Regions from separate parts of the Mus musculus genome. Here all the other regions are linked to region 3. The links are chromatin contacts, called in public HiChIP or PLAC-seq, Micro-C and promoter capture Hi-C maps. All regions are on one chromosome and are shown on one strand. The core of a region is the stretch at or near the end of the contact, and the rest is flanking DNA. Distances in the headings are between cores, read along the strand shown. Region 1 holds the start of Slc35e2 (solute carrier family 35, member E2). Region 2 has its middle 16 kb from the start of Tnfrsf14. Region 3 holds the start of Faap20 (Fanconi anemia core complex associated protein 20). Region 4 holds the start of Tnfrsf14 (tumor necrosis factor receptor superfamily, member 14 (herpesvirus entry mediator)). Region 5 holds the start of Nadk (NAD kinase).

The links. A called contact is a pair of places that touch in the nucleus more often than the background predicts. HiChIP or PLAC-seq counts read pairs in DNA pulled down with a chosen protein or histone mark. Capture Hi-C pulls out chosen DNA fragments and counts their contacts.
Region 1: a Micro-C map of embryonic stem cells shows a contact between it and region 3, with 5 times the contacts expected there. The contact joins the promoter of Slc35e2 here to the promoter of Faap20 in region 3. A contact is called at or near these places in 1 of 484 Hi-C or Micro-C datasets (embryonic stem cells), 3 of 115 datasets of contacts at active chromatin or transcription factors (heart atrium, memory CD8 T cells and microglia) and 2 of 9 other capture datasets (adipose tissue and pancreatic islet).
Region 2: a contact with region 3 is called in a Micro-C map of the G1E-ER4 cell line, with 4 times the contacts expected there. The contact joins the enhancer-like site here to the promoter of Faap20 in region 3. A contact is called at or near these places in 11 of 39 promoter capture datasets (3T3-L1-derived adipocytes, embryonic stem cells, frontonasal cranial neural crest and 6 more), 1 of 15 datasets of contacts at CTCF or cohesin (embryonic stem cells), 12 of 484 Hi-C or Micro-C datasets (the G1E-ER4 cell line, Th1 cells, cerebellum and 3 more), 12 of 115 datasets of contacts at active chromatin or transcription factors (craniofacial prominence, embryonic basal ganglia, embryonic forebrain and 6 more) and 3 of 9 other capture datasets (adipose tissue, embryonic stem cells and liver).
Region 4: an H3K27ac HiChIP or PLAC-seq map of bone marrow-derived dendritic cells shows a contact between it and region 3, with 4 times the contacts expected there. The contact joins the promoter of Tnfrsf14 here to the promoter of Faap20 in region 3. A contact is called at or near these places in 4 of 39 promoter capture datasets (the HPC-7 cell line, embryonic stem cells and stem cell-derived epiblast-like cells), 4 of 484 Hi-C or Micro-C datasets (B cells, the G1E-ER4 cell line, Th1 cells and 1 more), 7 of 115 datasets of contacts at active chromatin or transcription factors (the 230-238 cell line, bone marrow-derived dendritic cells, bone marrow-derived macrophages and 3 more) and 2 of 9 other capture datasets (adipose tissue and liver).
Region 5: a promoter capture Hi-C map of adipose tissue shows a contact between it and region 3. The contact joins the promoter of Nadk here to the promoter of Faap20 in region 3. A contact is called at or near these places in 1 of 39 promoter capture datasets (liver), 2 of 484 Hi-C or Micro-C datasets (cerebellum and embryonic stem cells) and 2 of 9 other capture datasets (adipose tissue and liver).

The regions. Positions count from the first base shown.
Region 1 is chr4:155,600,082-155,602,781 of GRCm38.p6, forward strand. It overlaps Slc35e2 (solute carrier family 35, member E2), which reads left to right and starts at 1,335. Exons shown (of 9, transcript NM_177186.4): 1 at 1,335-1,657.
Region 2 is chr4:154,943,117-154,945,816 of GRCm38.p6, forward strand. No RefSeq gene overlaps it. Among named protein-coding and RNA genes, the nearest start is that of Tnfrsf14, 16 kb to the left of the region's middle. Within about 2 kb of position 1,290, at least 72 of the 459 cell types and tissues checked have an H3K27ac peak or open chromatin away from gene starts, as enhancers often do. A contact at or near this core is called in the G1E-ER4 cell line, Th1 cells, adipose tissue and 1 more, where this site is marked.
Region 3 is chr4:155,248,671-155,251,370 of GRCm38.p6, forward strand. It overlaps Faap20 (Fanconi anemia core complex associated protein 20), which reads left to right and starts at 1,296. Exons shown (of 4, transcript NM_001190445.1): 1 at 1,296-1,392; 2 at 1,836-1,980; 3 at 2,086-2,366. The coding sequence starts at 1,331.
Region 4 is chr4:154,926,630-154,929,329 of GRCm38.p6, forward strand. It overlaps Tnfrsf14 (tumor necrosis factor receptor superfamily, member 14 (herpesvirus entry mediator)), which reads right to left and starts at 1,448. Exons shown (of 8, transcript NM_178931.2): 1 at 1,349-1,448; 2 at 510-618; 3 at 1-95. The coding sequence starts at 1,417.
Region 5 is chr4:155,562,497-155,565,196 of GRCm38.p6, forward strand. Nadk (NAD kinase) reads left to right here and starts at 1,319. Exons shown (of 12, transcript NM_001159637.1): 1 at 1,319-1,483.

The sequences.
Region 1 (2,700 bases), core at 85-2,584, 350 kb after region 3:
ACATGCTTGTCATCTGAGCACTGTGGGGTAAGAGCAAGGTCAGGGTCAGCCCTGGCTGTACATCAAATCCGAAGCCAGCCAGGGATACACCAGCCCTGTCTCAAAACAAAACAAATACAAAACAACAATGACCAAATAAAACAACTCAATTAAAAAATGCTTACATAGGTGCGCATAATTCCAGAGTGTGAGAGGCAGAGATGTCTATTTCTGTGAGTTCAAGACTAGCCTGATGTACACAGTGAGTTCCAGGCCAGACAGGGGTACATAGTGAGACACTATCTTTTTTTTTTTTTTTTTTTTTTTCGAGACAGGGTTTCTCTGTGTAGCTCTGGCTGTCCTAGAACTCACTTTGTAGACCAGGCTGGCCTCGAACTCAGAAATTCCCCTGCCTCTGCCTCCTGAGTGCTGGGATTAAAGGTGTGTGCCACCATGCCGGCTCAGTGAGACACTATCTTAAAAGACAAAAACAAACAAAGGAAAGAACCCAACAACAACAAAATTCTTGCGTAAGTTTCTGAGTTGAGTTTCATTTTTAAAAATCGTTAAAACTTGGCTTGTGGTTAGGACAGAATTTCCAACTGATACGGTTCTAAAACATACGTCAATTCAACAAAATCAAACACACTTTGGTTTTGATAAAATCAAAACATCAACTCTGAAAAATGCTGAAGATACTCTATGTCCAGTGGTATGGGATATTCAGTCAAGATTTAATGATCTGTGCGAAAATTTAAAAAGCACATCTTCTCATTCGTAAGCCAGTTTGCCTTTGCTTTTAAGTGGTAAAACTGCACTGTGCCATTGTGTTCTAAAGACTTGTTTTTTGTTTGCTGAGACAGGGTCTCTCTACATAGACCTGGTTGTCCAGGAACTCACTAAGTGGACCAGGCTGGTCTCCGGCACCGGGCAAAGAATTGTTTTAAGATAGACTTAAGGTTGATTATCAGTAAACGTTTGATTTGCATATGGAAAGGGTTTTCTAGTGGAAAAGGTTTAAGAAGCTCCAACTCACTGTGCGAGATCTGAAGGAGAAACCTTACTAGTTTTCAAACAACCAAGAAAAAAACAAAGGAAGGTTTCACCAAAAGCAGAGCTGAGGCAAGGCACAACCTCAAACCTCTCCACAAAATGACCTTCAGGGATAAAAGGGGCCAGGAAGCATCTCACAGCCGGCGGCTACTTGGGGAGATCAGGCGACAGAGCAAGCGTCCTGCAGGAAGGCGGGGCCTCTGAGGCTCGACCAATGAGCGCCCCGTCGCTATGCTGCTGGCCCCGCCCCCATGGTGCTGACCCCGCCCCCATCCCGGCAGCGTCCAAGACTCGGAGAGCACGGGGGTTCCTCGCACGTTCGCCACTGAGCGCTTCTCGTCTTGTGACTTTCTGGTCAGATTTTAGGATCCTTGAAATCAAGCCCCTGGGTCTGACCTAGAGGGCGGCACCTTCGCGGCCTCAGAGGATTGGCTCCTTCACCTTGGTCTCGGTGGAACGTTCCGGAATGTACCACAGGCCAGAGGAGCGACACCTGCACGCTGGCCCAGCATGGCGGACCCCGCAGAGGTGGGACGCTCCGGAGGCGCCCACAGGAGGCCGCAAGGCGGTGCTGTGGCCCCGCATCGTCGCCCGCCCCGTGGTTTGCGGTGGGCCGCTACGGAAGGTGCGAACGCGCCGTGAGGGTGTCCTGGCTCCCCGTGGTGGGCCGCGGTGGAACGTTCTGGAAGGTGCCATTGTGTGCCTGTGTGGAGTGTGTCCTTCCCCCCCCCCCCGTAACAGCTTCCGGTGCGTCACGTCCGGCTCTCTCCCCGCCCACCCGTGTGTGTGTCCCAAATCTAAACCCTTAGGAGGGCTGTGGGAGGGCTCGCGGCTCTCGCCCTTGACTCTGGACCGCTCTGCCTAAAGCTGCTCGGCCCCGAGGCGGGCGCGGGCTGCATCTTCCGTGGGCGTGGGCTGAGGCTCTGCATAAACTCCAGTGGCAGCCCCAGAACTGAACCCCATCGGGGGCCGGGGGCATCCCGTCCTGGAGTCAGCCCGGGTTGGCACCGGGCGCGCAGGTGGCGGGCTTCGCCGGGCTGGACGCACAGGTAGGGTGGGGACAGTGATGGGCACCGGGGCGGGGGGATCGCGGGCGGGCTGTGACTGCAGCAGGCGCCGGAAAGGAAGCGATACCCAATGACAGGTGCAGGCACCCTGTCATCTGTCGGCGTGTACTGATTTTGCCTCCCCAAACGTCTTATTTTGTGCCGTGGAATGGGCGACTCAGCCAGGTCCCAAGCCTCAACTTTATTTTAGCCTGCCAGCGGTTTTTCTCCAACCGGTACTTTTCAGGCATGAAACAGGCTCTTTGCAGCATTGATGTTTTGAACCCTTGAAATGCAAAATAAAACAAAAAGTAAAACTGCAGACTGGGGGTGGGGGTGGGGGGGCCCTTGTTCAGTGTTTGTCTAGTCGCCCGCTCATGGGATGAATGTACTCTATTAAAAAAAACTGGAAAATAATTTTTTGTGCTTTTTTTTCTTTTTCTTTTTTCTTTTAAGACAGGATCTTTACAGGGTAGCCCAGTCTGGCCTTAAACTTGTGACCCTCCTGCCTCATCCTCTCAGTACCGCAATTATGGGACTGTACTACAAGTATCCCTGGTTGCAGAGCACATTTGAAAGCACACCGAGAGAATTTTAAATAGCAAAAGAAGGCCCATTAAGT
Region 2 (2,700 bases), core at 40-2,539, 310 kb before region 3:
CATACTGTCCAGACCTCCCTGGTCTGGGAGCAGCAAAATCAAGGATCAACACACCTGTAGAAGGGTCTTGGAGCTAGGGCAATGCAGGGATAGAAGACAACCAGTGTCCCAGGAGAGGAGAATCCTAGGGCACAATGGACTGGGTCAGAGGTGGCCAAGGTGCTCACACCGAGGTTGAGCACGCAGTCCAGCTGTAGGCAGCCTCAAAGTCTCTCAACACTCCTCTCTGCAGAGTGGGCTCTGGTCTTCGAAATTGTCAAGATAAGCCATGCTGACCCTGTCGCCTATGGACGGAGATACCTTAGAGTTCCTGATGAGAGGCTACAGAGAGTGACAGTTGCTCATCGGGGCCTGCCAGCTCTTTCCCCTGTCCACCTGTGCTCTGAGAAAATAAGTCCCATGAGTGTGGCCAGCACTTTCAGAATGAGGGACAGCAGTCCCTGGCAGGAGCATCTGAACACAAAGGTCCCAAGAGGGGTGGACTTCACATGGAAGGTCTGGATGCCAAGCAGGCGTGGCTCCTGGCTATCTCTTAGTGATCAGTGATGGACTCTAGCCCTGAATCCTGTGACACCCAAAAGTCCTCAGATTGTGCCCAAACAAGAAGTGCTGTCAAGTCTTGCCCCCAACACACAGGCATGCATGCATGTAAGCACACATGCACACACATGTAAATGACAGACAGGCTCTGGGGACCATGAACCACCCATGTAACCTGATGCCAAGTTATACAGAGATTGCTTCTCTATCTGTCTACATAGCTAGGAAAGCCCCATCCTCAGGCAGAAGCCTCAGCTAGGTTGGGCAGGCCCCTGTCTCAGGCATTGCCCATTATGAGGAAATGGCAGGTTCGGAGCCAGCTGGGCCTCACCTGAGTCCTGGGATCCTTGGGTACCAAGAGTCTTCCTCTGTTTTAGAAGCTGTTTAAGAAGCTGAGACACAGGAGGTCTCAGGCTAGCCTCTCCCTGAACACAGACTTGCTGATAGGTGAAGTAGCCAATGTAGACGTGAAGTGAAAGTACCCAGGGGAGCAGTTCAGTCCACATAGACAAAGAAGCCTCATTAACAAGATAGTCAGAGACTGCTCAAGGTCTCCATCCCCTGCTCAGCCTATGAGCCTCTGCCAGGTCATGCTGGGTGCTGCGAAAGTCTCACCAGGGACAGAAAATCCCCCAGAGAGGTGACTTCCCATCTGAGTCTTTACCAGAGCCAGAACCAACTTTACCAGAACTTGGGAAAGAACCATTCAGGTCTCCTCCCTCCTCAGCCTAGTGCTGAAGTGTGACCTCTGGTGGCTGCTGAGAACACCAAGATGTCCACTTGGGAGCCTAGAGCCTAGCATTTGTATGCAAACCCCTGCTTACTCTTCTTCCTTTGAGCCACTAGAGGGCAGCAAAATCCAGGCCTGACTGATCCCTGCACCTCAGGCTCATAGTCAGGCATCCCTCCCCAGAAGGTTCTGGGCTGTGTTTACTTAAGAAAGTCACATCCCACCGGGCATGGTGGCCCACGCCTTTAATCCCAGCACTTGGGAGGCAGAGGCAGGCGGATTTCTGAGTTCGAGGCCAGCTTGGTCTACAAAGTGAGTTCCAAGACAGCCAGGGCAATACAGAGAAACCCTGTCTTGAAAAACCAAAAAAAGAAAAAGAGAGAGAGAGAGAGAGAGAGAGAGAGAGAGAGAGAGAAGGAGGGAGGGAGAGAGGGAGGGAGGGAGGGAGGGAGGAAGGAAGGAAGGAAGGAAGAAAGAAAGAAAGAAAGAAAGAAAGAAAGAAAGAAAAGAAAGTCACATCCCTAGTTGAGAGGTGGTGGACTTTAATCCCAGAACCTAGAGGTAGAGGGTGACGGATTTCTGAGTTCTAGACCAGTCTGGTCTATAGAGCAAGCTCATGTCCATGGATCATCATCAATGAGGGAGTCAGGGAATTGAGAGAAATTTGCATTTCCAAGGAATAAAAAAGAGCGGGAAGGAGGCAGAGAGTGCATCACCAGCCCCACTTGACTTCCTAATGTCTCATGGCCCTATGGATGGATGGCTGCTCCTCTCTGCAATGGGCATGGTCTGCTTTACCCCTGGGACTGAGCAGCAGGTGACTGCACGAGCAGCTCATACCATGGCTCTTGGGGTGCTGGTAAGTTGGCCTCTTCAGCCAACCAGGGAGAGGAGCCAGCATAGCTGAAGGCATCCCTGACGGTCTCTCCAGTCATTTGGACCCAAAGTGGCCTCTGGGTTAGCCACAGAATCAGGGACAAAGCCAGCAGGACAGACAAGGGCCCAACCCGGGAAACCCTCAACATAGGACCAGCCTGGGTGGTACCCAGGACCTCAGGGTTGCAGTCAGCCTCAGAGTGGGTGACAGACTCAGAGTGACAGACTCAGAGTGACAGACTCGGAGTGACAGACTCAGAGTCTGGAGACTGCTGGCCAGTGCCTTTATTCAAAGCCTGTGCTGTTCCCTCTCTGAAGTATATATGCACGGTGTGCACTCTTCCACATGCCTGCCATTGCCCCAGGGATACCCAAGCAGCCTCATACTGCTACAGCATTTGTCCATCCAGCCTTATTCTGATATAAAACATGGAGCCCCCTACACAGCCTGGGAGGAACAGGATCCAGCTCTGGTCTGGCTAGAAAGGTCACGAAGGTACTCCCTATAAATCTGTCCTCCGTGGTGTGTTGGTCCAGACCTCTCTGCCACGAGC
Region 3 (2,700 bases), core at 46-2,545:
CCTCTCCTCTCACAGCACACCTGGAGTCCAGACTTGCGCTGTCCTGCATGGTTTCATGTCAATTCTGAGAACTGACCTCAGGCCCTTATGCTTGCATAGACACTTTGCCTACTGAGTCACCTCCCTAGCCCAAATTCAACTTTTTGTTTTGTTTTGTTTGAGACAGGATCTTTCTTCATAGCCCTGCTTTCCTGGAACTCACTCCATAAACCAAACTCATAGAGATCCTCCTGTCTCTGCCTCCTGGGTACTGGGATGAAAGGTCTGTGCCAGTGTTCTTGCAAAGGATTCAGGTTCATTTCCTAGCACCCACATGGTAGCTCACAACTGTCTGTAACCACAGTTCTAGGCGGTCCAAGACCTTTTTCCAATCTCTGTGGGCACCAGACACATACGGCACAAATACATGCGCTCTCCGAGATTAAACTTGCTCTTCCTCTTCAAGTCTGCAGAGACAGAAGACAACCTTAGTGCAGAAACCATCCCCAGACCCTGGTCTAGACACAACTTCCAGGATGTGGAACCTGGAAGTACACACGGTGTGTGTGTGTGTGTGTGTGTGTGTGTGTGTGTGTGTGTGTGTGATCTCACCTAAGGATGGGGTGCAAAGCTCTGACTGGAGGAAGACCCAGGAAAAGGGTCTGCGAGTCAGATGGTTGCAGGACAGGCGTTTGGAACGGCCCTGACCCCTGGGGGCTGTGAAGTAGAAAGCTACTAGCGAATCCCAATGCGTACATCAAAGTGCCTGGACTTTTGCTGCCACCAAGTGATGGGCTGCAGGATTGCAGGACGGGATATTGGTTAGGTAGGAAGCCCGGGTTTTTCACTCTGAGCCTTCGTCCCCTGGGCTTTGCGGTTTGATTGCTCTTCTCTTTGGTAGAAAAACCCAGTTCCTCCTTTAAGAAGAAGATGCTGGCAAAACTGGGCCTGAGAATTTGGTCCTATCCATGGGGCCTTCCTGAAAAAGACTACAGAACTGGAAACTGAGGCAGGGCATTGTCTGGGAGGTGCCACCGGCAGGGCAAGCCTGACAGCTCTCTGCACGTGTTGACGGAAGGGAGCCCAGGCTCTGCACAGGCTCGAGTGGCCCAATCTCGCACCCCTGCAAACTGGAGGGCAGCTCCGCCCTGTCCCGCCTCTCCCTCAAGGCGGCAGCCTCGTGTTCCCAACGGTTGGGATCTCGGCGCCTTAGATTTCCAGCGCCACAAAGGGGAGCTGGCACTTGGCAGAGCGGAGAGTGGGGGGGGTCTGGAAGCCGCCGGAGCGGATCCCGGTCGGAGGGCGGGCCGGGCTGTAAGTCTCACTTCCGCCGGACGCTGTTTGGAGAAGGATGGAGGAGGAGCGGAGACTGCGGGGGAGGCTGAGCCGTCGGAGGCCGCCCGCGGGGGGCGGGTGAGGCGGGACAGAGCGGAAGGGTGGGGTCCTGGGGGCTTTGGAAGGCGCTGAGACACCGGGAAGGCGATGGGGACGCCTCGATGTTCCCGCCTAGCTGCGGGGTTCCTCGCACGCGTGCATCTCGCTACCAGCCGCGCTCCGCCTCTCTCGGGGCGCGGTCGCTTCTTCCGCCCCAACGCTGCTGTTCCCCACCACCACCTCCGCCACCCCTCTTCACGTCGCCCATTTATCCACTTCTTTCTCAGCCCCAGGCTCCGTTTCCCCCAAGAGTCCATTTACCCTTCTAAGTGAGGTTCCTTCCCGGTCTCTTACTATGGACTCCCTCCTCCATTACCCCATTGTGGACCTGCTCCCTAGCCCTGGTACCCCTCACTGTAGAATCAACTCTTCACGATATCTCTACCATGGATGCCCCGGCTGACTCTTCCTGTGCTTCCCAGGCCCCCTAACTGCCGCCCTTGGTTTCTCTCGGAGGGAAGTAAGAGTGAGCCCTGGGCTGCTCTGTTGCGCAGCACCGTGAGCGGGACCGCGGATTGGACCCCGAACCGTCAGCCATTACCACCGCTGCCTGCTTTTCCCAGCCAGGTGTGTCCAAAAGCACTAAAGAAGGATGACCTGGGAGAGAGTTCTCAGGCCCTGGGGGAGGTCATGGTGTTGGTGGCTGTGACCTTATGGGGACTTACTTTTCAGGAGTCTCTACCTGACCCAGAGTCCACTGTGCCTCCTGAGGCCTTCACTGTGGGATCCAAGACTTTCTCCTGGACGCCTTTGCCACCTGCCCTTCGTGGCTCTGGAAGCTCCCGCCACCTGTTCTGTGAACCTGAAGGCTCCCTGGGGTCACCTACTCCATCCCTGAAAGGATGCCCTGCACTAAATTCTGGTCGAACTCCCAGCGCCCAGGAGTGTGTGCCTGTGCAGAGTCCACTTGCGTTGCTGAGTTGCCCGTTGTGCCAGAAGGCGTTTGACCCGAAGTGAGTGTCCTATCACTTAAGACTTAGCAGGGTGTAAGGTCCACCGACTTAGGAGGCTAAGAGAGTGCCTGGATGTGGCTCTGGCCTTTTGTTTATAGAACTAAAATTTAAATTATAAATATTTACATATATGTGTGCATGGCACATATGCATGTGGAGGTCAGAAGACAACTTCTTGAAATCTGTTCTTAGCTTCCACCATGCGAGTCCTAGGGATTGAACTCAGACCCTCAGACTTGGCAGCAGGAACCTTTATTTGCTGAGCCTTTTTGCTAGTCCTGGTTAATCAAGCGCAAAGTTAGCTTGATTAAGCAGCTGTCAGAACATAAGGCAG
Region 4 (2,700 bases), core at 198-2,697, 320 kb before region 3:
GCTCAGGCCATTTGCATGGGCGGTATATGTCTGTGGGGGACAGGGGGCACACACTGTGCCTGTATGCTCACTGCAGACCTGCTTCACATGGTAACCTGCAGCCAGGACCCACAGTTCCTCAGCAGGGTTGGGGGTTAATCCACAGAAACCTTCCCTTCCCTGTACCCTCACATGGGTCTAGCAAGTATGGCACCAACCACAACTAAAGCCCCACAGGACTTGTTGGCCTTCTGTCTGCCCTCTATGAACAATTCAGAAACACAGAGATGGGGCTTCCTAAATCCCTTAGAACTGGCTCTGACCCCAGCCCACTTTCAGTCTCAGTCTCTGGTTATAAAGCCTGCCCTACCCCCCGGGCCCACCCCAGGCAGTGAACTTCAAAGGTTCCAGACACCGAGGACTATCCCTGAACTGAACACTGTACAGCCGTTGGACTGAGGACCCAGAGGCCCAGAGGCTCAGGACAGGAGTTCCTCCCTGGCACAGCACTTCCTCCTGGGAACTCCCACCTGGGTTGCACATGGGGCAGCACTCGTCTCCCACAAGGAACTCCTCCTGTCTGCATGAGGGCTGGGCAGAGATGCGCTGCAGCAAGTTCAAAAGGAAGACACAAGGCACCTGGGAGAGGAGATGAGTGCTGGAGGAGAGGACTACCTCCATCGCTATGGCTCTCCCTCCCCAACCCCCCCACCAGGCTGGTCCAGGCCCTCAGTGCATGCTCTGCTTCTTGAAGTGAGGAAACAGCACAACTTCAGTGTCTCTGTAGGAGGGGCTCGGGCCCAGGCCTGCTTAACCTACCTTCTGCCTTCATTGCCTGACAGTGTAAGACCTGAGAGGCAGCAGGGTCAGCTGGGGCTGGGAACAGGCTCTTCAGAATCCTAGGGACAGCTGACTGATGGTTAGTATATCCTACTTGAGCAAACAGGATAGACACTCTGTCTGGCTCCTGCTAGCCTGCCCTGATCTCTGTCTCCACTCTGTGAGGGTGCTTATCCTCAGGGACAGAGATACCTATGGTTGGCCTCTTGCTACAGGGCCTGTCCAGAGACAGCCAGGGTTCTGCCAAGGGCTACTATGCTCATAGCACCACCTCCTGCCCTTTAAAGAGAGCCATAGTAGGTGTCTGTGAGTGGAGGCCCGGGAGTGGAGGGGCAGAGGCCTGCCTTCCTGTAGCCTCCCAACCTGAGGTTGTTATCAATTATCTCCAGAGATTTGCAGATCCAAGCAGCATAAAGCCCCGTGAGCTAGCTGCCCAGACAGAGCTAAGGGACAGGAAATGTCTGGGGTGGGCTGTGGCTGGAGTTGGGCCGGAAGGAGCTTGGAGGCTGTAAAGGGCTCGGGAACTCACCAGCCTGAAGGTGTTGTCTGTAGGGGCCTGGCTCCAGGGTGCCGACCCCCATCCTGGGAGAGGTTCCATTTTCTTGATCAAGAAACTTCAGGCCAAGAGCCCCATGGGCTCTGAACCTCCTCACACACTCTCATGAGCCTTGGCAAGGAAAAGTGAAAATGAAAGAAAAAATAGTCTCTCTGACTGAAGTCTGTTAGAGGCAGATGGAGCACATTAAGTACACACGGGGCGTGGTGCTGGGAGGGCCCTAAAGTCCAAACAGAGCCTCAGCTTCAGACTCCATACAGGGACACTAGCAAGTTTTCCCAGCCTGTATATATACCCTCTGGAAGTATGTCTGTCTCCCAGGTCACTACAAACACCTCGGTGCTTACCTTGAATTTTCTGACAGACAAACTGAAATAGGAACCTCTCAGCCTCAGGGAACTGGGAACTTGATCTTTTGACCTACCTCCCAACTCACCCCTCTCACCGGACCCTCCCCCTTTAAGCTTCCAGTCACTTCCCAGACACCACGTCAGGGTTATCCCCATTACCAATTTATCACTGCCCGCTTCTTCAGCCTATACGCTTCTGAGCACATTCGGCGCTAGGAACAGGAGCCAGCCTTCTTTATCTTCTAAGGGTGAAGCAGGGTTTCTTATCATCTTTGAGCAGGCTATGGGCTTCTCTAACTGGCCCCTGAGCGGGACTAGGCGGAGCAGACTAATTTTCCTTTTGCAGATGAGGATGGGGGCTTTGAGTAGGACTACAGGGTAGTATGCTGGGCTTCCTCAGCCCACAGACTGGCTGAGGTCATGGGGTGGGGGCCTACTACAGACCTAGGCTGTTGAGAGCTTTTGGTGCTTCTAGGAATCTGGCATCTGTCACTGGGCTCAGACAAAGAAGTCGGCATGTCAGAAACAATGACCACGGGGCTTTGTTTACTGCTTTGCTGACCACTTAACGTTAGCCTTGTGTCATCCTTGCGCTTACTACTTGTCACATCCTTGGTCACTCTCTTGTGTGGTCTCCTTGTTTACTACTTGTTTACTTGGTTGCTTTGTCTTTGATCTAAGAACTGACCATGGGTTTTGTTTGTTTGTTTTTGTTTTGTTTTGTTGCATAAACCTAGAATGATATAAAAGCAGGCGGGAGAGAAACAGCTGCTTCAGCCGCGGTACGGGCTGGAGTCAGGTTATAGTGTTGTCTGTTTTCTTTTTCAATACTCACTCCCTCCCTTGAGACCCTGTTGACTGGCTGAGCTGGCTTGGTCACGAGGCTCCAAAGAGAAATAAGGAACCCCAAAGGCGCACAGAACATGAAGCTCCTCCAAGATTCTTTGACCAGGGCTACTGTGCGTCTCTCAACCC
Region 5 (2,700 bases), core at 69-2,568, 310 kb after region 3:
GGAAGGGCAATAGTGTGAACATCTTAAAACTACAGTGCTGGGAGTCGGGACTGCGAAAACACCTACTGGTGCACTGTGCACACTGGTGGATATCAATGCACGAGCATGTCCACCAGTTCAGCATATCCCTGGCTCAGCTACAAAGTCGGTGGCCTCCCTCTTTCCCTCCTTACAGCTGTGGGTGAGGCACGCTATTTACACAGTCGCTTCTCAACTATCAAGACTTTGTTTTTCTTTTTGAGATAGGGTCTCTAACTATGGTACCCCTGGCTGGCCTCGAATTCCTAGAAATCCGGAGCTCTCATCTCTGGGATTAAAGTAGTGAACCATTGTATCAACCAGCTGTCAGGTTTGTTACTTTCAGGCTCAAGTCCTTGCCAGTTGCCAAAGGGTGTCAGGTCACTGCTGGTGGGCCTGAGAGCCATATGAGCGCTGTCACCCGAGTTCTGCTTCTGAAAGATACCAGGTCCATGCGCTGGACATTAAGAACAACGTGGGAACAGGAGCCTGGCACGAAGCCCACCTTCCCACAAAGCTGGCCCGCGTTGTCCACATGGTCCTGGAGACCTCGCCAGCAAAAAGCAAACTGAGTGTGACGTAGGACAGGAATAAAGATCAGACCGCGAGGCAAGGAGGCAAAAGAAAGAAAGAAAGAAAGAAAGAAAGAAAGAAAGAAAGAAAGAAAGAAAGAAAGAAAGAAAGAAAGAAAGAAAGAAAGAAAAGGGAGAGAATCTGGTGGTTTTCTCTGTTGCTGCTGGGACTGAGCTTTTTGCCCCTCCTCGGTTACTCTTTTTTTTTTCTTTTTTTCTTTTTTTTCTCCCTCACCCTCTGCCCCGCCTCCCCTTCCGCCCCGACTCCTCCACCCTTTGGCCCCGCCCACTCTCCCGATCTTCCCCTTCCCTCCGGCTTAGTCTCCTTAGTTCCGTCCCTTTCCAGCTCTGCCCTCTTGCGACCTGTCCCTCCCACTCTGCCTGCCCCTTCTCCTACCCGTCTGCCCCTCCCCTTTCTCCAACCTTGGCCCCACCCCCCCGTGCTGTCTTCCGCTCCTTGTCCCCATCCCATTCCGCTATGCCCTGTTTCAGTTCCTTTGCCCCGCCTCCTACTCCTGTGTCCCGCCCACTTCCTCTCGGCCCCGCCTCCCCTTTGCCTCGCCCCTCCCTCTTCACGTCTCCCACCCCCCACCCCACCCCCCAGCCTCTGATCCTTGGCCTACAAAGGGTTTTGAAAAACCCGAAGTTTGCGTGCACGCCTGTGTAGGTGCGGCTGCGCCGCTCTCCCCACGTGCCCTGCAGCGCATGCGTGCGGGCTGCGCTTGCGCACTGACAGCCGCGGCGCAGCGGGGCTTGGTGGTGCCGGTCTCTGGACCGAGCGGCCATGGGGTGGCGGGCGGCTGGGTCGCTGAGAGCCAGGTAGCAGTAGGGCAGCAGGGACCGCCTGCTCGGCCCAGCATGTAGACGTCCACGCGGGCGCGCGGCAGCCGACGGTGAGTGCGGGGCCTGGGGTCGCCCTCTGCCCGGCGTCACTGGCCGGGACCCGTGAAGACAGGGTCACGGCGCCGGCCCTGCCCACCTGCCCGAGGCCGGGCGCTGGTGGCTCTGACGCGCCTCCCTGCGTCCGAACGTGGGTTGCAGCCAGGATGACGCGTGGTCTCGGGGAAGGAGCCTAAGGGACAGGTCTGAAGATCTGGTCCGGCCTTGGGTTTAGGGGGACGAGTCAGAGGTTCGGGTCCCGGGAGAAGCCATGTAGGCCGCCGTTCTGTTCTAAGCCAGTTCAGCGCGCAGCACCGCAGCCGAATCGGCTCCATTGGTCTTCCAGTGGGGCCTTAGCAAGCGCCAGAGACCTTGGCATGTGGGCAAAGTAGTCAGACGAGCGTTTTGTAAGCAATCGAGGTGTGAAACTCTCCAAAACCCCATCGTAAACTTGGTATCCAGTACTTGCCAGGAGCTTCCAAAGTCCTGAAGAGTCCATGGAGATGTTCCTAGAGGCTGCTGCCTCTCAGGATGTCACACTCACAGGCCGCTTGTCTTGGCCTCTGGCAGGTTTCTTCGTTATGGGAACAGGGCGTGCCCAGCGCAGTCCCAGGATCTGCCTTTGCTTGGCCAAGATCCGGCGTCTCTTTCCAGCTCTCCCAAGCAATGGGCTTTCTCCTGGCATTGATTCTGAATAGCGACTTGTTTTTCCTTTCTTGTTTGGGAAACTCTCTGTTTTGGTTCAAAACTTATTCGTTTGGCTTGCCTCTTGAGAAGAGTGTTATTCAAACTTATATTCATTGGTTTCATGTATCACTGTCAGTTTCCACGGGCCGGAAAGCTGGCATCCTCGCCTTGGTAATTAAAAGCACGGCACCTTCCCTCTGAACGTATTTGTCCTCAGCAGTGACTTCACTGTGACTTACACTGCCCATCTTGGGCTCTGGGACAGCCACGGGTGCCAATATACAGTATGACCAGGTAGCTTCTTCATTTGGAGGTGGCATCTCAGAATGCTTCTGCATTTTCTTCTTTGTAGATTTATTTATTAAAAACGATGCAGTTTTATTCATTTTTTTTCTTTTTCATCTTGTTTGAAGTGCTACAGGTCCAGCCCAGATCCTCACACAAGTGCTGTCCCACTGAGCCACAATCCATCCCCCACCCCTCCTTTTGGGTAGAAGTGGCTAACAGATAAAACAGCAGTACTTAAATGAATAGTTTAGCTCTC